Regions from separate parts of the Mus musculus genome. Here region 2 is linked to region 1. Evidence: chromatin contacts called from public Hi-C data. All regions are on one chromosome and are shown on one strand. Each heading gives the region's core, a stretch centred on a gene start, on an enhancer-like site or on the middle of the called end of the contact. The rest is flanking DNA. Distances are from core to core; before and after follow the strand shown.

Region 1 (5,637 bases), core at 1,415-3,914:
CAGTATTGATAGATAGATAGATAGATAGATAGATAGATAGATAGATAGATAGATAGATAGATAGAGTGATAGTTTATATATGCTCAGCCCAGGGAGTGGCACTATTAGAAGGTGCTGTCCTGTTGGAGTAGGTGTGTGCTGTGGGCTAACGACCCTATTCCTAGCTGCCTGGAAGCCAGTATCCTGCTAGCAGCCTTCAGATGAAGATGTAGAACTCTCAGCTCTTCCTGCATCATACCTGCCTGGATGCTGCCATGCTCCTGCCTTGATGATAATGGACTGAACCTCTGAACCTGTAAGCCATCCCTAATTAAATGTTGTCCTTATAAGAGTTGCCTTGGTCACGGTCTCTGTTTACAGCTGTAAAACCCTAACTAAGACAGACAGACAGACAGGATTCCATACCACACCAATGCTGAGAGGGGCCACCATGGCTGAAGTCAGGGTTTGAAGCTGTCTAACTGCGAGATAAAAAAGAACCTAGGTCCAGAAAAGGAAACTGCAGGTTCATGTCCAGATGGGTGACGGATGGTCAGGCAGGCAGTCAAGTAAGCTGCATCAGGATCAGGGGACTGAGCTGAGCTGCATGGAGTTCCAGGATAGTCAGGCCGCTCTCTGCTTGTTGGTCCTTGAGAAGCACACAGGTGTGGATGATAGGTTGGCGAGGGGCCATGCCATCGCACTGAGAAGAAGTCAGAGTTTCCTCTGCCTGGTATGCCTGACCGTCCTGATTGATCGCAATACACCCTACCCTAGTGTACCCCTATGGTCTCAGTTCACCCTAGCAAACTTGTAAGGTGGCTCCCTTTCTATCCCTAGAGATGAGTCCCTTACCAGTCTGGTCTGGGTGGGTGGTACCTGGCAGATGATGCAGTTTCAGAGTCCACCCAGGGGTTGCAGTCACCCATCCCCACCCCTGCCATCAAGATGGAGTCCAGAGCTCTTTTTTTTTTTACAGACTTATTTATTTTATTATATGTAAATACACTGTAGCTATCTTCAGTCGCTGTAGAAGAGGGCGTTAGATCTGGTTGTGAGCCACCATGTGGTTGCTGGGATTTGAACTCAGGACCTTTGGAAGAGCAGTCAGTGCTCTTAACCGCTGAGCCATCTCCATCCCCAGAGCTCTTTGTAAGATGGAGTCTCCTAGGGCAAGCCCCCTCCCCCCCCCCCCCCCCGCAAACCCACTGTGTTATACAATATGCAGTAACTTAGCATAGGGTCTAGCCTCAGTCAGCAGTCGCCCTCCTTGTTCCGGAAGGTGAGCTCTGAGGACCTCCTTTCCCTATGGACCTCGGAAGGACGATGCTGGGCCTCAGGGTAGGTGCATCAGCACTCCCCATTGCTCAACAGCAGCTGTCAGGTCCCCTTCTCTACTGACATTCAGCCAGGTCCCCATATGCTGCTCCTGGCCTCTCCAAGCCTCACTGCTGGGGTAGCAACGCCACCCTGTTTGGCTGCAAACATCGCCTCTCAGGTCATTTAACCGTCTCTTTGCTTCCTGCTTCAATGCATCATGTTAATGAGGCTTTGTCTCCTACCCTGAAGAGAAGAAAATTAAAAACAGCAAACGCATGTCACATGGCACCAACCCAGGCTTGCGGGGACATTCAAGATGGGGACACAATCCTCTCAGATTCATCTCTTCACATTCCCTGTCCTTCCAGGTGTCCGTCACAGAAATGCAGCCCACCTCCTTTGAGACAGGTCTCTCTTCGGCCTGGAGCTCACCAATTAGGCAAGACTGGTTGGCCAGCGAGCCTCCTGTCCACACCTCCCGCACTGGGGCTACCCACGCATGCCACCACACCCAGCTTTCTTATGTGGGCTCTGGAACTCAAGTCCTTAAGCTTAACCGCCTCCTCAGCCCCTCTAAGGACCTTTTAAATAAAATTGATAGCAGCCAGCCTTTCTTGATCCCTGTCCCTTCGACTCCATGTCCCTTCCCACACAACGCAGATTTGATGTACAGGGGTGGGGATGTTTGGTTAGGAAGGGAATGTGGGGCCAGTGGCCACGTGAGCAAGCCCAGAGTCTGTCCTTCCATGGCACTTACAAGAACACCCTCAAGGCCTGCAGCTGCTCCCTGCTGCTAGCCCGCAATGGATCTGGAGCCCCCAAACCATTCAGGAAGTGCCCGAATCCAACCCTTAGAAACTGGAGGCAACAAAGGCTTGTGTGAGCCATGAACATTGGAAGGATGGGGGACTTTGTTACACAGCCAAAGCTGACTGCTACAAAGCCCACACCCGCTTCACACTCCTATGTGTCTAGAAATATTCAGGGCACGATCTACAGCCCAGCTCCCATTACCTTCCTTCGGCATCCCCACCCTGAGGCATGCCCACTCTCTGCCCTCAACAAGCCTTCAGAATGGTCCCATTTTCCAGCCTGAGCACCAGTCCAAGAGAAGGGGGGATCCTAACCAATTAGCCCAAGTTTCCATGAGCTCTGTCTGTCTCAGCCCAGAAGGTCATATGTCCATGAAGCACCCAGCCACAGTCTGAGATGCAATGAGATCCACCCTGCAGAGATTGTTTTATGGAGATTTCTGTTCAATGTCAGACCAGCTTCTGTCTTTTCAATCTTCCAGACTGCTAAAGGATGTGAAATCTTTGCCTCTGACCACTTCCTCATCCAGGCCCATATGGAGAAGTGAAAGGACTTTTTGGGACTCTTTCTTGCTTGTTCCTTTAGAAGGAACAAGTGTTTGTGTGCCCTTTATTCCGACTATGGGCATAAGAATGTCTGCCTTTCCCTGCAACCAACACATCCTATCCCAGCAAACATGAACTGTTGTCAGGGACACGAGGAACCCGACTCCATGTCTTCTGAGAACTCCAAACAGCCTGGCTGTGTACAGTCACACTGTCAGTAGAAACAGAAACCATAGAAATGGGGTAAGCACACCCCACGAGGCATCAGAAAGGGGTGCAGACTATAGTGTGGGTGGGGCCGGTGGGGGAGGAGTTTGGAGCATGGAGCAACAGAATGGAAACTGGAAAGCTGCCAAGGAAACTATGGCAGAGAGAGCCAGAAAGCACCCGGGACGTTTGCTCAGGACTGGAGGGAGCGAGGCGTCATTAAGCTGACTTGCCTGGGCTTCCACGAGACAATGGGATTCATTTAATGAGAGAGGCCCCGGCATGGCAGAAATCTAAATTAATCCTTTGCTCGGCAGTTCACAGGGGAAGATGAGGAAGAAGTTGTCTTTAGAAATCACAACACTTTTTCCACCACCAAGGTAAAAACTCAGAGAGGAAAGAGAATGGGATAGGCACAAACAAACTTTCAAAACTGGCCCTGTCCTGTGCTTCCAGCCTGGCTGCTCCTCCAGGGCCTGCCTCTGGAGTTCTCTGGGGAAAACTGTCTCTGGGCCCCATGAGACTTCTCTCCCTTGCTGCTGCTGGCCTTAGCCCTCAAACTCTCAGTTCAACTGGCTAACTCCCTGGCTGGGTTTTCTTCTGGTGATTAAAAACACAGAAGTCAATCTTTTCCAGATGCCTGTGGTCGCTTTCCTGTGCTTTGGGGCTTCTGTTACCAGGCAGAGTAGACTCGAGATGAAATTGAAACCTGCCAACACAGGCAGGTCCCCCTCTCAAAGACTCATAAAAAAACGGGTGCGAGGAATACTCAAAACAGCTGGGACGGGCAAATGGCTTCTAGAAGCCCTGCTTCTGTGTGTTAGGAAGGAGGATGGGCCCATCCCTTGGAGAGTCTGATGGTCTCTGTTTGCTGTGATGTGATTTCTCCCAGGGCAGGCTGGGGTGTACACACCCATCCTATAAGCTGGGAGCTTTTATTATCTGTCTTATACACAATACTTGCTGCCCACAGTGCTATTTTGACCAAAGACAGGAAAGTAATTTTCCGAAAGTGAGCCACCAGCCCCCCTAAGGGTATCAACTTCAGTCCTGAATGGCTCAGCTCCTGGTTTCTTGCCTTGACCAGGCCTCCAAAGACAGAGTCTAGGCCAATCCCTCCCACTCCCCTCCCCCAGGTTGTTGCTCTGGGCAACATCTTCTCAGGCAGGCCTCTCTTGACCTCTGCACTCTGCATCCCTGACAGCTGGCCTCCAAGGGAACCAAAAGCTCAGATTTCTTCTGTTATAATAGGACTTCAGGCATAAATCCACTCTTCTGAAATTTCATTTCGGCTCTGCATAAACCCAGAGGGAAGCAGCTACACATAGCCATTAGGAAATATGTGTGTAGCTCGGCTGGTAGAGCGCTTGCCTGACTTTTGCAAAACCTCCCTCAGCAAAAGCCCAGCATGGTGGCACACACCTGTCACCCAGCACTAGAGAGGTGCAGACATCAGGACCAAGAGTTCAAGGTCATCCTTAGCCACTTAGCAAGCTTAAGGGCAGCCTTTAGAGGGCTGAGAACCTGTATAGAAAGGAAGGAAGGAAGGAAGGAAGGAAGGAAGGAAGGAAGGAAGGAAGGAAGGAAGGAAGGAAGGAAAGAAGGGAGGGGAGGGGAGGGGAGGGAGGAAAAGGGGAGGGAGGAAAAGGGGAGGGGAGGGGAGGGGAAGGGAGGAAAAAGGGGAGAACCTTACCACTCAGAAGGGCAGATACTAACTCATCTGTAAGTATCCACTGTCTGCTGCCTCCCATCTGCCTCCAGAGCCCCCTCAGCCCTGCCGCAGCTCTTTCTGGCTCCCCTGCTCCTATGCCTTCCAGCTCCAGAAACAGAAACCCTCCCTTCCAGAGAGAGATCGAAATCCCTATCACGCACCCTGGGTGTGGCTCTCAGCTTTCTGGATTCCTCACCTTCCATCCTCACGTCTCCTGTTCATCTCTTCTCTTTGACATTGTTCTCTTCAATCTCTGGGGCCGTTTCAAACCCTAAGTGCACCTCGGAGTTCAATGCAGCTTTGGCGACAACCCCTGGGTTCCCGAGTCAACCGTTCCTCTCCTAGATGTCCCTGTTTTAACTGTGACTTCTAGGAGTGACCTTTGACCCTTGGATCACCTAGCCCTCGGATCAAAACTATTAGTAAGAAAACTGCTTCTGGCCAGGGGTGGAGGCACGTGCCTGAAGTTCCTGAACTTGGCAAAGCCAAGGCGGCCAAGAGGATGGTGAGTTTGAAACCAGGCTGGAGCTAGGTGTGCTGTCATCCAGTATGAGGGAGCTGAGGCAGAAGAATTGCCTTGAGTTCACAGTTACTTTGTGCTACAGAGTGAGAAAGACCTCTTATCCTAAAAGAGAAAAAAAAATTTAAGCAGGTATGAGAACAAGGCTCAGTTATTAGACAATTGCCTAGCACACACAGGGCCGTAGGTTCAATTCCCAGTGCTGCATAGAACTGGGTACTGTGTTCCTGAATGCAGCTCAAGGTCATTGACACCTTGGACTACATAGCAAGTCTGAGGCGAGGTTGAGCTACAGGAGACCCAGCTTTTAAAAGAAAGAGAAACCTTATCTCAGAACAAGAGATACCACTGTACTGAACGAATGGAGACTTACTATCTGTTTTCTTTAGCCCGCACCACGTGACAGCTACCACGCGGCCTTTATCTTGGATCAGGGGTTTTAAAGGACGGGGAACTGAAGTGTCCTGGAGCATGTATGTACAGATGTGAGAGTATGTACAGATGTGAGAACAGCACCCATGTATACAGCCAACTTGAGCACT
Region 2 (5,637 bases), core at 2,291-4,790, 300 kb before region 1:
TGGGTGTGTGGTATGCATGTGTGTGTATGTGTGTGAACATCAGTGTGGGTGTGTGGTATGCATGTGTGTTTATGTATATGGTATGCAATGTGTGTGTGTGTGTATATGGTATGCATGTGTGTGTGTGTATATGGTATGCATTGTGTGTGTGTATATGGTATGCATGTGTGTGTGCGTGCATCAGTGTAGGTGTGTGGTATGCATGTGTGTGTATGTGTGTGTGCATCAGTGTAGGTGTGGGTGTGTGTGCATCAGTGTGGATGTGTGGTATGCATGTGTGTGTATGTGATATGCATGTGTGTGTGTGTGTGTGTGTGCAGCCTTCAGACTTCAGGAGTCTGGCTCACTCAGGGAATGAGGATTCTGTTCTTTATACCTGGGAGTGGGGCAGGAGGCCCCTGGAGGCCTCTGTGTTCTAGGTTTCCCGCCTCATCCTGGTCAGAGTGGAAAACTATCCAGAGAAAGGCACAGGGCAAGAGGAACTCAGCAGACAGGCATTAGAAGGCCTCAACCTGTGGAACTAGGCAGCCACATGTAGGCAGTGTGGAGCTAGCGGGGTATTGCCTCTTCAGAGGTGCAATGATGGATCAGGGAGCTGAAGGCAGTCAGTGGGAGGGTCTGCTAGTGCTGGGTGACCTTGCACCAGTGCCCGGGACAGGTGTGCCCCAGGCAGACTTGCATCCTGCTCTAGTTCTGAGAGGCCTGCCAGCTGCTTCCAGCTGTTAGTAAATCTTGCTTGCAAGGATCTGAGCCCTGGAACTGAAGTTCTCCTGAGAAGCCACAACTATCCTGAGGAGCCTGCAGACCATTTGACCTTGGCTAAATAAAACATCGGACTGTGGAAAGATGGAATTTGCTGACTGAGAGCTAAAGTTATCTTGGGCTGTCTTAAGCCATGAGCTGAAACAAATCGTTCCTCCATTAAGCATCTCTCCACTAAAACGTTGCTACTTTGGCTCCTGGCTTAGGGGAAGTCAGTCCAGGGTCATTTGGGTCCACACACCCAGGGGAGCGATGCGGCACTGGGTGTGTGCAGTTGAGGGTATCTTCATCCACAGAGAGGGAAAGGACTAAGCAGCAAAGGACTGTCCCAGGACTGTCCCAGAGTAGGCTAGGTCATCCAGCTGCATCCCACCTTCTCATGTTCCTGGAACCTTCCCAACTAGCTCCACCCACTGGTCATGTGAGCCCGTGTGTGTGTGTGTGTGTGTGTGTGTGTGCGTGTGTGCGTGTGTGCTCCTAGCAGCCACTGCTGTCAACCTCTGTGTTCAGCCTGGTCCTCTCTTGGCTACAGAAGAAGCTCCTGGGATACATCACAGCCCGAGGCATCTCCATCCTCTGCCAGCCCTGAAGCTAAGATGTGAGCAGACGACATCTCAGTCCTGCAGAAGATGGGGGAAGAAAGATTTGCTCTGGCCCGTGGTCCTAGGGAAGTTCAGTCTGCCGCATCAGACTAGGCACCAGGAGTGGAGGGGCAGGACGATCGGCTGGACTGTGGCAGCAGGGGTGTGGATGGAGGTCATTCTCATGACAGGGGACCAGGAAGGAGGCCAGTGGTGACTCTAGTGTTTACTGTCAATGCAAAACAAAACAAAACAATTCTGAGCCTAAGGGGAACGTGAGATAGTTTATTCTGTAGCCATTTTGAGTGAGCGTGGCTAAGGAACACAGATTTGAGTTATCCCAGATTCCATGGTCCAAGGCAGAAGCAGTTTCATGATGTTTTTATGGTTTTACAGAAAAGAGAAAGTCATAAATCAAGGCTAGAGTGCACGGGTGGGTACATCAGACAGATGGCTGCAGAGAGATGGGGGGAGCTGTCCTAGAGGTCTCAGATGTGTCTGATGACATTGCTAGCGTTTGGATTCGTGGAATCCAGTAGTCTGCTAAGTTAGTAGATCCCAAGTTTTTTATCTACTAGCCACAAGTTGTTAGTCCACACACAGAGATGGGCAAGGAATGGCTGTCACAGATGGCTAGATCTAGCCCAAGGTCAGGTAATCGGCTCTGGAACCTGCCTGGTTCCAACCTCTCCAAGTCACCACAGTGCTAAACAGCCACAGTCTCTGCAAACATGGCTGCTCCCCAGGAATTCTCATGGACACTGGCAAGCAACATTTCACCTGGATTTCCTCCAAACCTTGCTAAGGTGATCTCAGCAGCTGATGTGCTTTTATAAAAAGGATATGTTTTATGGAGCACAGTATGGTGAGGTGGGAGGGGGTACCTCAGCCAGCCTATGCTGAGGCATCCCTCCCCTCCATTCCTAGGTACCAGCCATATGATAGGTCTAGTACAGAATAGAGTTCATTTGGAGGCATGGGAAGGAGAGTTGAGGGGATGGAGAGAGAGAGAGAGAGAGAGAGAGAGAGAGAGAGAGAGAGAGAGAGAGAGAGAGAGAAGAGGAGAAGAGGCTGGCCAGGCCAAGAACATGTGAGGGTCGGGGAGAGAAAGGTGTTAAGGAGGGCAAAGGGAATCAGGGTTCAGAGTCAGAGAGGCCCATCTGTCCCTTTTATAGGAAGCCAGGCCTACTGGCTGTTGCTAGGTAATTGTTGGGCGGAGCTTAGAAGGAATGCTAACAGCAGCCATGACACTTGGCATTTGAGAGACCAACTCAACACACTAGTCACTGGTCTTGGTCAGGAAGCTGACCTGTTCTTCATGGGCACTTGTGCCTGGGCATTTGCATGTGGGAAGAGAGACATTGTCACATTGAAATTACCTCGACTATTCTATTTTCCCTTATATTTCTTCTTATGTTATAGCCTGGACATCAAATTTAAAAAACAGAACCAAAAGGATCATGTGTGGGACCAGAGCGATGACTCAGAGTTTCAGTACGCTTAGCTGCTCTATCAGGGGTGGGGGCTGGAATCTGGTTCCCAGTGCCAGTGTTGGGTGGTTCACAGAGGTCTGTAACTGCATCACCAAAAGATCTGATGCCCCCTACTGGCAGACACACGCACATAAAATAATAAAGCAAATCTTAAAAAACTATATAGATTATACTATCTGTGACTTTCATTTTAAGTTTGGACTACAGTGGAAATGAATTTTGAAATTGTATCTACAATGTAGCTTCAGGACTGTTAGGGGGGAGAGCTGCTCTTCCTTAGATGTAGCTCTTTCCCCAGGGAGCCTGTGACCTCATTTGAAGGAGCTTTTGAGCGCTTGCTAAATCAAGCCAGGTTTTCATGGCAAGAGCGCCTTACTTTTCTTCTTAGTTGCACGTCCTCCTCTGCCAAGACTCCTCTTACGGCCACGGCTGGAGGCTGGTGTAATTTTTATCCTTACATCCTCGGGCTGTCGAGACATGCCTGGAATTGTCCCCATCAAGTGTGGCAACCTGGCTCCGGTTTGTTACAGATGCTGCTGAGGCTGCTGCCAAATTTAGGCCACTGTCAGTGAGCAAATAATTTGTCCCTCCATAGGAGATAGAGAGACATCAACTCGAAGGAGCAAGGCAGGAAGCTTAGTCATGCAGATGGCACAGAGCACAGAGGGCAGAGGAGAGGCCTCCTTCACAGTCTGCAGCAGCCTGGGGTCTGGAGCCTGGAGGCAGCTATGGAAACACTGGCCAGGGCAGCCTGTGCTCGGCTCAGCCACAGAGGCTCCAGACAGGAGCAAACAGCACCGGTTCCCAGGACACCGAGAAGCAAGAAGTTAGCCAGAGGCTGCCTGGTCCTCAGCACACACAATGGGGGTCATTCCCCATGGAATCTGGAAGCCTCAGCTGATGCTCAACACACTGACTGGTTCTCACAGGGGACGGTGGGGGATGGGGGACGGTGACTTAGCAGCCAGGAGAGGTCTCTTGGATACTGGGAGAGCTGTCACTGTGATTCATGGCTCCTCTGACATCACAGGGAGGATGCAAAGTCAAGGTAGCCCAGGAAATGGGACATGGAGGCAGGACAGACAGACAGACAGACAGACAGACAGGCAGGCAGGCAGGCAGACAGGCAAGCAACACACACACACACACACACACACACACACACACACACACACACACACCACAGCAAATAAGGAATTGATCAGATAGGACGCCTTTAGTTCTTGTAAGCCACAGACATAGCCCTTTCCAGAAGAAGATCCACTAAATAAGGTATTCTGAAGCCACATGGAGACTGAAGACAGTAGGCACAGACCCCAGGGTTCAAATTATGCATCATCGGTGTCTTTTCACTTTTCTTCTTATACGTGGAGAAGAAAACAACCAAATAGTCGAAGAAAGGGAGGCTCCACATCAGAACCAGTAGAGGGTCTGAGCAGGAAGCCTTGGCATGGCTGTCTGCTGGCACTGGGAGAGGCAGGCACCCCTCTATCTGTGAAACGGGAGTGATGCTGGCCTTAAAGGGCAGGCTTCTACTGAACACTCTGGGGTCAGTCCTGGAACACTGGGCCCTCCAAGAGATGACTTTTTAAAACGTCCTCTTGCACTTGGCAAGGCCTGGGTAGCCCAGTAATGCTTATCCTGCTAAACGTTTCTGGGTAGAACTTTCTAGATGCCCCTTGGTGTCCCTTGTCTGCTGTTATATTAATACAACCTCCTATTTCTCAGTGTAAAGATGTTCTCACATGCGCCATGGCTTGAAGTGTTCACAAGGCTGCGTTCTGGTCAGTAGGAAGGGAAGTGATGGTCTGAGTTCCACATTGTGTCCTTCAACATGAGTCTGTTCCCCCGTCTGTACTCTTCCTACCTTTGGGAGTGTGACTCTGTTAGTGACTCTGTGGGGGCGGTTTAGGGTCGACATTCCGGGAGGGTGGGGCCACAGGCAGGGCCTGTTCCCCAGTGTCTCAGAACTGCAGCTTTAGGTATGGGTAGAAGGGGCAAAGGGGCGTGGGACACAGCTTATGGTTGTAGACTTGGCCTCTGTGTCTCCTTTACCCACAGGACCTGAGTTCTTTTGTCTGTCCTTGCTTGAAAACTCCAGTCTTCCCTGATTCCACTTGACTTCTGAATTATATCTTCCACCCCTGCTCCAGGTGAGGGACCAGCATGTATCGGGTGACCTGAGAGTCTGTGCTGCGGTCTGAATCTCCCCCTCTAGCTTTGGCATCTAGAGTGCTCATGACCTTGGTCTAGGAAGGGGGTCATCTGCAATCACAAGAGGTTGGATCAGAGGCTTGGACAGGTCCTGTGTTCTTGGGACATCTCTGACTTCCAAGTATGACAAGGCAGCCATGGTACTATAATTAAATTAAGACGAGGTCGGGTGGGAGGATGGGGGGCAGGGAGGATCATTCCATGCTGGCGACAAGATGAGAAAGTTGGGAGATTGGACAGGCCAGGTGTAGGCAGACTGAGTGAAAGGAGCGAGAGATCAAGACAGGAAAGACACTGACAGAGGAGGCCTGTGACACAAGTCAGGCCCAGCACTTTGTCTCACTCCACCCCACCCCAAGCTGCTGCCTCCCTCTTGGTATCTCCTGTGACCTCCACTTCTGAGACGCTTGGCCCCTTGTTGGCCTCAATCAAGAAAGAAGAGGGAGGAGGGAGTGGAAGAAGAGGCTAAGTAGGGAAGCCCAGTTTTTCAGAAGTAGGAACTGGCTTCCTCCAGTGGTTAGAACCATGTCACATGGCTCGGTAGAGCCAGGAGCCCTGACATCACACACAGAACATGTCTGTCACGG

What was found. Hi-C and Micro-C count contacts between places; a contact is called where the count stands out from the background.
Region 2: a Hi-C map of bone marrow-derived macrophages shows a contact between it and region 1, with 23 read pairs. The contact joins two enhancer-like sites. A contact is called at or near these places in 2 of 484 Hi-C or Micro-C datasets (bone marrow-derived macrophages and nephron progenitors), 7 of 115 datasets of contacts at active chromatin or transcription factors (bone marrow-derived macrophages, embryonic basal ganglia, embryonic stem cells and 3 more) and 1 of 9 other capture datasets (embryonic stem cells).

Annotation. Positions count from the first base shown.
Region 1 is chr2:166,178,283-166,183,919 of GRCm38.p6, reverse strand. Gm30320 (a long non-coding RNA gene) reads right to left here. Exons shown (of 4, transcript XR_866951.1): 3 at 4,772-5,200; 4 at 1,183-1,542. Among named protein-coding and RNA genes, the nearest start is that of Gm30536, 13 kb to the left of the region's middle. Within about 2 kb of position 2,664, at least 169 of the 459 cell types and tissues checked have an H3K27ac peak or open chromatin away from gene starts, as enhancers often do. A contact at or near this core is called in bone marrow-derived macrophages, where this site is marked.
Region 2 is chr2:166,481,069-166,486,705 of GRCm38.p6, reverse strand. No RefSeq gene overlaps it. Among named protein-coding and RNA genes, the nearest start is that of Gm30908, 12 kb to the right of the region's middle. Within about 2 kb of position 3,540, at least 56 of the 459 cell types and tissues checked have an H3K27ac peak or open chromatin away from gene starts, as enhancers often do. A contact at or near this core is called in bone marrow-derived macrophages, where this site is marked.